Regions from separate parts of the Danio rerio genome. Here region 1 is linked to region 2. The links are chromatin contacts, called in public Micro-C maps. All regions are on one chromosome and are shown on one strand. The core of a region is the stretch at or near the end of the contact, and the rest is flanking DNA. Distances in the headings are between cores, read along the strand shown.

Region 1 (4,802 bases), core at 2,016-4,515, 66 kb before region 2:
ATAAATTAGCATGCTAGTAGCATGGTTCTAGTATGAATTAGCATGTTGCTAGTAGGTTTAAGTATAAATTTGCATGTTAGCACAACTTTAGTATGAATTAACATGTTGACATGAATCTAGTATGAATTAGCATGTTTTGAAAATGATTCTAGTATGAATTAACAACTTGCTATGATGTTTCTAGCATGTATTAACATGATGTTAGCATGATTCTAGTATGAATTAGAATGTTCTTAATGTTGGTAGCATGGTTCTACTATAAACTAGCATATTGTTAGCATGTTTCTAACATGATTCTAGTAAATTAGTATGTTGATAGCATGATTCTAGCATAAATTAGCAAGTTAGCAATAATATAGAAAGCAAGTTGTTAGCTTTAATTAACATGTTATTACCATGAATCTAGTATGAATTAGCATGTTTCTGGTAAGAATTAACAAGCCGCTAGCCTGTTTCTAGCATGACTTTGTTTTTATCATGATTCTAGTATGAATAAGCATAATATTTGCATGATGTTACCATGAATTAGCGATTTGCTAGCATGAATTAATATGTGAATCTAGTATGAATTAGCATGTTTCTAATATAAGTGAGCATGTTGTTAGCATGATTCTAGTATGAATTAGAATGTTCTTAACATGATTCTAGCATGAATTACCAAGTTGCTAGCATGTTTCTAGCATGAATTAGCATGTTGTTATCATGATTCTAGTGTGAATTAGCATGTTATAAGCATGAATCTAGTATGAATTACCAAGTTGTTAGCATTTTTCTAGCATGAATTAACATGTTTGCATGAATCTAGCATGAATTAGCATGTTGCTAGCATGTTTTTTAATATGAATTATCATGTTTTTCAGCATGATACTAGCTTGAAATAACATGTTGTTATTACCATAAATGTAGTATGATTTGGCAAGTTGCTAGCATGTTTCTAGTATGAATTAACATGTTATGTTATTACCATGAATCTAGTATGAATTAGCATGATGTATCAAGTTGCTAGCATGTTTCTAGCATAAATTAACATGTTTTAGCATGATGCTAGCATGGATTAACATGTTATTACCATGAATATAGCATGAATTAGCAAGTTGCTAGCATATTTCTAGTATGGATTAACATGATTTAGCAAGTTGATAGTTTCTAAAATGATTTACCATGTTGTTAACATGATTCTAGTATGAATTAGCATGTTGCTAGCATGTTTATAGTATAAATGTGCATGATTTGGCCAGTTGCTAGCATGTTTCTAGCATGAATGAACAATTAAACAGTTGTCTATAATATACTATAGAGTAAAGCTGCACTTTATTTCTGTGGCTGAAGACGGAATGATCTGCCTCATTTCTCCAGTCTTCAGTGTCAGGTCATATTTCATAAGTCATTATAATATGATCAATATACAGGTCTGAATATCATTAATGCTGAAATTACTGCTGTAAAATAAACTTCCACATTATAAAGACATTATGTGGAACACTGTAATTTAATTTAGTTCTTCTTGTACATTCTGAGACCCACTATAAATCCTAAATCACTCAGGCACTGAAGATCATAAATAAAGAAATCAGAGATCTTAAATGCAGTGAATTTTGTATGGGAGTGGCAGTTCGCCGGAAGCGCTTTGGCTGGCTGATTGACAATTAAAAGTCCGTGTGCATAAACAACACAGAATGTTCAAAAGAACAGCATTTACTTGAAAAACAAATCAGGAAAAAATAATCCTAAAAAATATTTGACAATGAAACTAAAGAGCTCACCCCAGATGTGAGGGCCCGTGCGCAGATCCTATCAGAAACGCGCAGGAGACTTGGTGTCCATTCCTAAGCGGACAGGGAACACACACCGGGGCGTCTAAAAGCCCGAAAGTGAGAATCTGAAGACAAATCGGACACTGACGAGCGGCTCCTTCAGGTCTCTCAGAATATCCGCCGTCCGGACACGAGAAACTGTAAATGCTTCTTCCACAATGTATGTACTTGATGACGGTTTCCTCCATTTGCGTTCACCTGTGGAGCTCGATTGCTGTTAGAAGAGATACAGCCGCGGCCGGAAGTTGCCGATAAATATTTAGACTATTATTTAATTACCCATTAGATGTATTTTATTAACGTCTGGGGTAACCCAACCCTCACAGTAATGTAAAAGCAGTAGTTATAACGATAATTATTTATAATATTGATTAAATTACCCATTAAATTGTATTTTATTAATAATTAACTCTACCCTAACCCTCACAGTAATGTAATAATACTAGTTAGTGTTGTAGACTGTCACAAAAAGTGCTATTGTGATGCGAGTATCTGCAGCTGTATCTCTTCTAGACTCCGATGAAGCTGATCTCAGACCATAGACTGTAAATATCTGGTCTCAGACCAGTTTCGTTTTCTCATTCTTCAGATGACGTCATTGTATTCAACACTGGGCCACCAGAGGGCGTAACAGCCCTGATCCTACAGTAATACGGTCTATGAGCCATAAATATAAAACCTGTAACAATGAAATAAAGAAATAGATTAGTAAAATGGCGATCACTAAACTCCAGGCACTTAATTGCACGCTATAATGTATTCAGTGCTCGTTGTCTAGTTCTCTGGATTACAGTTTTTCTAGTTATGTGAAATGTACTTGGAGTATATACCTTTAGAATGGTAAAAATACCTTGAGTATTTATTTTAAATGCCTGTAATGAAAGCTGCTCATCCAAACTGTTCTTCATGGACACGAAACAGACGATTTGTGATTCGCGAATTGTTCTTTCGAGTCGGATCTTTAAAGCGAATCAGTTAAAACATTTCCTGGGAATTATTTTCAGAACATCTTTATTTGGTTTCCAAAATAAAAAAAATAAACTTCATGAACAGTCATTTAAGAGTTTTGCCAAGGAGCTAGTTTTACATTTGCAAATAAATACCTTTTAAAAATATCGCAAATATAAGAAATGGCTGGGTGTTGTTATACATGTGTAGTCTTCTTTCATATTTACATATATATTACGCTGGATATTAATTCCAATATTAATTCCTTTAATATTAATTCAATATTAATAAAATAATTTGTAATATTTATTACTATTTACATCAGTTTAATGTTCAGATATTTTTTCTTTCACATAATAAACATTTCACTTGTATTCCTGTGTTTTCTGTATGTATAAAAAAAAACATTGGTCAGTTTTGGAGAATTAACTGGAGATCTGTTCGAAAGAACCGACTTGAGGAAGCGAGTCGCGCTGATTGGCATAACAGGAAGGCGGAATCAACGACCGGCGGCGGCGTGATGTAGCCGGTAATATTTTCAGGTTGCACAAAACCGTGGAGACAGAAGCGTTTGAGAGTAAAAAAAATCTTCCATTCGTGACCAGGATAAAACATGTCAACGAAACAAGTGACGTGCAGGTAAAGAGAACCACCGACGCGTCTGTATACCCGCATTACAGCATCGCTGTGTTCAACGCGGCCGTTGATGTTTAACGCTGACTTTGACATGAGAGAAAATGGTGCATCTGCACTGACGCATGTGCGAGCGCAGATCATCAGCAACCTCGCTCATTATTCACCTGCATTCTGCTTCATTTCCCGTCATTCAGCAGGAGAAACAGTGTTTCAGAAAGAAAGGAGTGTTTTCATTCACTCGTCATGTGTCTGTCAGATCATCTGTCACGACGATGATGATGATGATGATGAAGGACACCGTGTTGTTTTGTGTGTGTTTGCAGGTATTTCCTCCACGGTGTGTGTCGGGAGGGCAGCAGGTGTCTGTTTTCTCATGATTTAACCACAAGTAAACCTTCCACCATCTGCAAATACTACCAGAGAGGAGCGTGTGCTTATGGAGACAGATGCAGGTCAGTCAAACTGCGAACATATAGCTCCAATAATCAGCTAGATCTGCCTTCTGGAGCTCCTGATGGATCTTAAGAAACGAAAACATCCTCCAGTTATGTGAACATATGCGTGTGGTTATTAATACTGGATGAACTTACAGGGCTAGTTCACACTAAACTGAAAACTCAGTCATCATTTACTCGCTTGTGCTTGTTTGAACCTGTATATGTATCTTTCTTCTCTTAAATAACAAATATATATATATATCATTCATTCATTCATTTTCTTGTCGGCTTAGTCCCTTTATTAATCCCGGGTTGCCACAGCAGAATGAACCGCCAACTTATCCAGCAAGCCAACAACCCAAAATAAATAATGCTAATCAAAAGGATTAGAGTCGGCTTTCTATAAAACAAAATTGCTTGGTTTTATTTTATTTAATATTTTCACATTTCTGAGGAAAAAGTGTGGTTATGGATGTGAAATCTCTCTGTTATGGATGTGACGCATGTGAAATTACCATTTGTGTGACTTTGGTAAATCAAATAGAATAGTTTGAAAACATTGACAGATGCATTTTTGAGTATTTTTAAAGTACTGTAAAATACTTCCTTACACAAAAAACCCAGAAATGGTTTCCGTATTTTGGTAAAAACGAAAAAAATTTTCATGGCAAGGTTGACATTTGCACGGAATTGCTCATATATATATATATATATATATATATATATATATATATATATATATATATATATATATATATATATATATATATTTATATATATTGGTGATACGCTGGAAACCAGTAACCATTGACTTCCATAGTATTCATTTTCTCCTACTGTGGAGGTCAGTGGTTTTCAGCTTTCTTCAAAATATCTTCTTTTGTGTTCAGGGTACTTTGGTTATGAGGGCAAATTAATTTAAGCAAAACAATGATGTGCTCAGCTAAATCACTTGTATAGTAAACTC
Region 2 (4,575 bases), core at 400-2,899:
AGTTAAATGCTTATTCAGCGGGGTGTCGTATAATGCTTCAGCTCCTCACAGCTATAAACACCATAACAATATCTGGAGATTAGCGGTTTTCTGTATTTTGTGCTTCATGTTTTTATATTTCCCCATATATTATTTCTGCTTCCGAGTTGCATTATGGGATCTTGATCTTTTCTCCAACAACTTTTAACCTATAAAAGTGTGTGTTCTGCACATTAGTGTGCAGTGCTATTGTGTGTGTTGGTGTTGTATATTACGCTACAGAAACCTTGTAATAAACTGCAGCACGTTTACTGCTATTTTACATACTTATTTCTCTACATATTATTAATTCTTATATTATTTTAAACTACTAAAATGTCAATAAAAGTCACTTTGTTAAATTGTAGAGTTGAATTTTCTACATCCCATAATGCAATTCAATAATAAAAGGGAATTAAAACCTTATTTTGGTCAAAAGTCAGAATTAATCGCCCCTTTAAATTTTTGTTGATTTAAATATTTCCCAAATGATGTTGAGCAGATTCAGGAAATGTTCACAGTGTGTCTGATAATGTTTGTTCTTCTGGAGAAAGTCTTTTTTGTTTTATTTTGGCTAGAATAAAAGCAGTTCTTAATTTTTTAAACACCATTTTAAGGTCAATATTATTAGCCCCTTTAAGCTGTATTTTATCCTGACAAAAGTTTGCAGAAAGAGCAAAATATGTGCAGATCATCTGTTAGAAATCTGAGAAATCTTTAAAAATATGTGAAAATGCATATTAGTTATCAAACAACACCGCTAATCCAAAACCAACAACTTACCCTATATTTTCCAAGCTTGTCGGAAATATTTTGTTCTTAAAAGGCTACAAAACTCACACCACACTTTCACACCATCGCCTTTAGTTAAAAGAAAGAAAGAAATAAGACATTCATTTTTACTGTTCAGAATGATTTAATGAGCTTAAATGATAATTAGGATTATTGTAATATATATTTTTACTCCTGTTCTTAAAAGAAATCTGACAAAATATTCTAAATGCTTTTTTTACAAAAATATATTTTGTGTTCAAAGGGGGAAAAGTAGCTGTTTTCTACCCAGATATTAAAAAAGAGCATAATTTAGAGCAGTAATCACAATACTGTGATATATTTATCCAAGATTATCATACAGTCAGAATCTTATACCGGTCCATGCCTAGTTTAGTTAAATGAACACATTAGCTATAGTAGTGTTAATATACCATAGTCCTATAAATGCTCGGAAGTTTTCATTTACTTGAAACTGTTTGAACTATATTAAGGTAATTAATTAGGTCTTCAATCATTTGTGCTGTTGTGTGAACACTGCAAAAATAATCTGAATATTTTTAAAGCAGTCTGAAGGTTTAGATTATAAACTGAGCTCATGATGTCAATATTGTGCTTGTTTATGGTCATGATATACTTAATTATTGAATATTGATAGTGATTTAATGAGTTTAAATGATAATTAGAATTATTGTAATATATTTTTATAAGTATAAAATTAAAAAGATCAGACACAGATAAAATAACTCATCTTGTATAAGAATTGATGACATTAACGATCATTAGTGATTGACGGCTGAATGTGGAGGTGCAGTTGCGTCTCTCTCCGCTAGACGGTACATTTCACCTCGTGAAAAGCACTTTTACCGTCAGTTATGATCTCGCGGTCATGCCAGCATGTCTTTCAAAGCAGTGCTGTTTACATGTTATGAGTCTAATCAAAAAACCGACCTACCTGCGGTATATTCCTCAAATCCTCGATAGTTGTTTATTTCTGTCACGACTTGCCGCGCCGGAAGTTGTACAACGGATCACTGCGTCATACTCGTGCGTCGTGCGCGCTCAGCGTTGAGTTCACGCAGGATTGAAGATCTGAACTTCAAACATGGTAAAGAAACATTTTCCTGGCTTATTATTAATTTAATATCATACTAGATTATAGATAAAGCCAAACACGAATGTATCTGCTATAATGAGAGGCACAGCTTGAGAGAACAGTAACGCTAACGTCCAACGCTTACACAGAACTTGGTCAAACAACCAGATTGAGCCCTCATGATGTGTACAGATCCATTTATTATGTTAGGATTACAGGTTTATTTGCAGCTGAAGCGTTATTCTTGTGTAAAACAGTCATTAAACTTTTATTTTGTTGAATGTTGTGTTTGATCATGATCGAGTGAATATGGAAATTGTACACCAGACGTTAAAAACGTGTTTAACATGTTATTACTGCATTTATAACGCCTTAAATCACGTTTATAAAGTTAAGAATGACTTTAAAATGTGAAATTAGGCTTGAAACACAACAAAAGCAAAACAATAATGACAGAAAAGTCGTATTATATTATAGAATTTTAGAAAGTCGTATATAATATACACGCATAACCTGAGAATGACCTGTATTAAAGAAATTAATAAAATTTAAACTAAATTATTTAGATTTTTAAATTTAGTAATTGCATATTTATTAACATAATTCAATCCCAAATGTGTTTGAGATGTTCGGAGATGGACTGATACACAATACAAATGTGTTAAAAACAACAACACACACTTGGTGTATTGCTTTGCTGTATATCCATGTTCAGTCCAGAGCGTATGTCTCAAACTGGATTCCTGGAGGGCCGCAGCTCTGCACAGTTTTGCTCCAACCCTAATCAAACACAGCTGATCAACTAGTCAAGACTGCTAGAGACTAGTAAACAGCTGTGAGCTGGAGTTAACCTATGCAGAGCTGCGGCCCTCCTGGAATTAAGTTTGACACCACTGGTCTAAAGAAACGATTTATAGAAATTATATTGCAAAAGAATTATAAAGTACAATTGACAACACCGTCAGCTACAATACAATCACATGAGTAAATGTTAATAAATTTAATGAATGTGAGTGTTATTATTAGTTTAAAAAAACACACTTAATGAAATAATTATCATTTTTTAATTTTATTTAAACATGTCATTAGGCATTAATTAAGAAACTTTCAGCTAAGGTTAATCAACGCTTTTGTAGTTTTCATGGTGTTTAATTAAATTAACACGTTATCTATTGGAGTGGTAATGGATAATAGTCCTAAAATATCTATACGTTTTTCATTACGTGTAAATGTTTGAACTATATTAAGTTCATTAATTGGGTTCATTAATTGTGTGAACACTGCAAATAAAATCTGAATGGTTTTAAAAAGCAGTCTGAAGGTTTAGATTATAAACAGAGCTCATGATGTCAATGTTGTGCTAGTTTATCATCCTGATATATTGAATTATTGAATATCAGCATGCGTCTAGTCATACTGAACACACTCTTGTTTTATTTTCAGGCTCGAAATGCAGAAAAGGCCATGTAAGTGTCTTTAATCCTATTTCTGTCATATTCAGGCTGTGTGATCTGTAAAATCTTTCATTAACGCTCTTCTCTTCGTACTGCAGGACGGCCTTGGCCAGGTTTCGTCAAGCTCAGCTGGAGGAGGGAAAAGTGAAGGTTAGTCTGGACAGTGAACTGCAGTAACACGGATGTGATGAAATATAGCTCGAGTATATTTATATCTTATATACAGTTGAAGTCAAAATTATTCGCCCTCCTGTGAATTTTATTTATTTATTTTTAAATATTGATGATGTTGAACAGAATCAGGAGTATTTCCTTTAATATTTGTTCTTCTGGAGAAAGTCTTATTTGTTTTATTTCAGCTAGAATAAAGGCAGTTTTTAATAATTTTAAACCCATGTTAAGGTCAATATTATTCACCCCTTCAGCAATATTAGTGTTGGATTGTCTCCAGAACAAACCACTGTTATACAATGACTTGCCTAATTACCCTAACTTTACCGTAATTACCCTAGTGAAGCCTTTCACTTCAAGTGTCTTGAAGAATATCTAGTCTAATATTATGTGCTGTCATCCTGGCAAAGAGAAAATAAATCAACTATTAGAGATGAGTTATTAACACTATTATGTGCAGAAATGTGCTGAAGAAATCTGCTCTCCATTAAACAGAAATTGGGAAAAAATATTGATGTGGCTATTAATTCACACTTCAGCTGTATATTAATATTTTTAAATTTATATTATGATTATATCAATATAATCCTGACTCGACATTGCAGATGCTGTGATGTCAGTATTGCGGGTGCACACATTGCGATATCCATGCTGATATCATGCATTTACCTGATCTAATGTCGTACATCCACAGGAGAGACGACCTTACCTTGCCTCAGAGTGTAATGAGCTGCCCAAAGCAGAGAAGTGGAGAAGACAGGTCAGTCTCTGCAGGATGCTTTTCTGACAAATAATCAAGTCTGCATGGCATGGAGGTTGTGAAAGTTTGCTGTATTTTCCTCCTGCTTCATCTCAGCTTCTGGATCAAAAATAAATGTGGGCGGGGCTTCATTGTGTTTTGGGGAATTGTAGCGTTTTGTGCTTTGCTATTGGTGGATCTCTTATGAATGACAGGTTGGTCCTGCCCTCACGCCAGTAAAGTAGAGAATAAATAAATGACTCAATAATACCTCAAACATTTACATGCATTTCAACCTAAAGGGGCAGTTCACCCACAAATGAACA

What was found. A called contact is a pair of places that touch in the nucleus more often than the background predicts.
Region 1: a contact with region 2 is called in a Micro-C map of caudal fin, with 4 times the contacts expected there. The contact joins the promoter of mkrn2 here to the promoter of isy1 in region 2. A contact is called at or near these places in 3 of 18 Hi-C or Micro-C datasets (caudal fin, hematopoietic stem cells and an unstated tissue) and 1 of 4 datasets of contacts at active chromatin or transcription factors (embryo).

What each region holds. Positions count from the first base shown.
Region 1 is chr11:589,134-593,935 of GRCz12tu, reverse strand. It overlaps mkrn2 (makorin, ring finger protein, 2), which reads left to right and starts at 3,265. Exons shown (of 8, transcript NM_152979.2): 1 at 3,265-3,401; 2 at 3,722-3,850. The coding sequence starts at 3,376. It overlaps mkrn2os.1 (MKRN2 opposite strand, tandem duplicate 1), which reads right to left and starts at 2,055. Exons shown (of 4, transcript NM_001386664.1): 1 at 1,764-2,055. The coding sequence starts at 2,002.
Region 2 is chr11:522,231-526,805 of GRCz12tu, reverse strand. isy1 (ISY1 splicing factor homolog) reads left to right here and starts at 1,649. Exons shown (of 11, transcript NM_001083563.2): 1 at 1,649-1,897; 2 at 3,329-3,351; 3 at 3,438-3,489; 4 at 4,205-4,270. The coding sequence starts at 1,895. It also overlaps a transcript of raf1b not described here.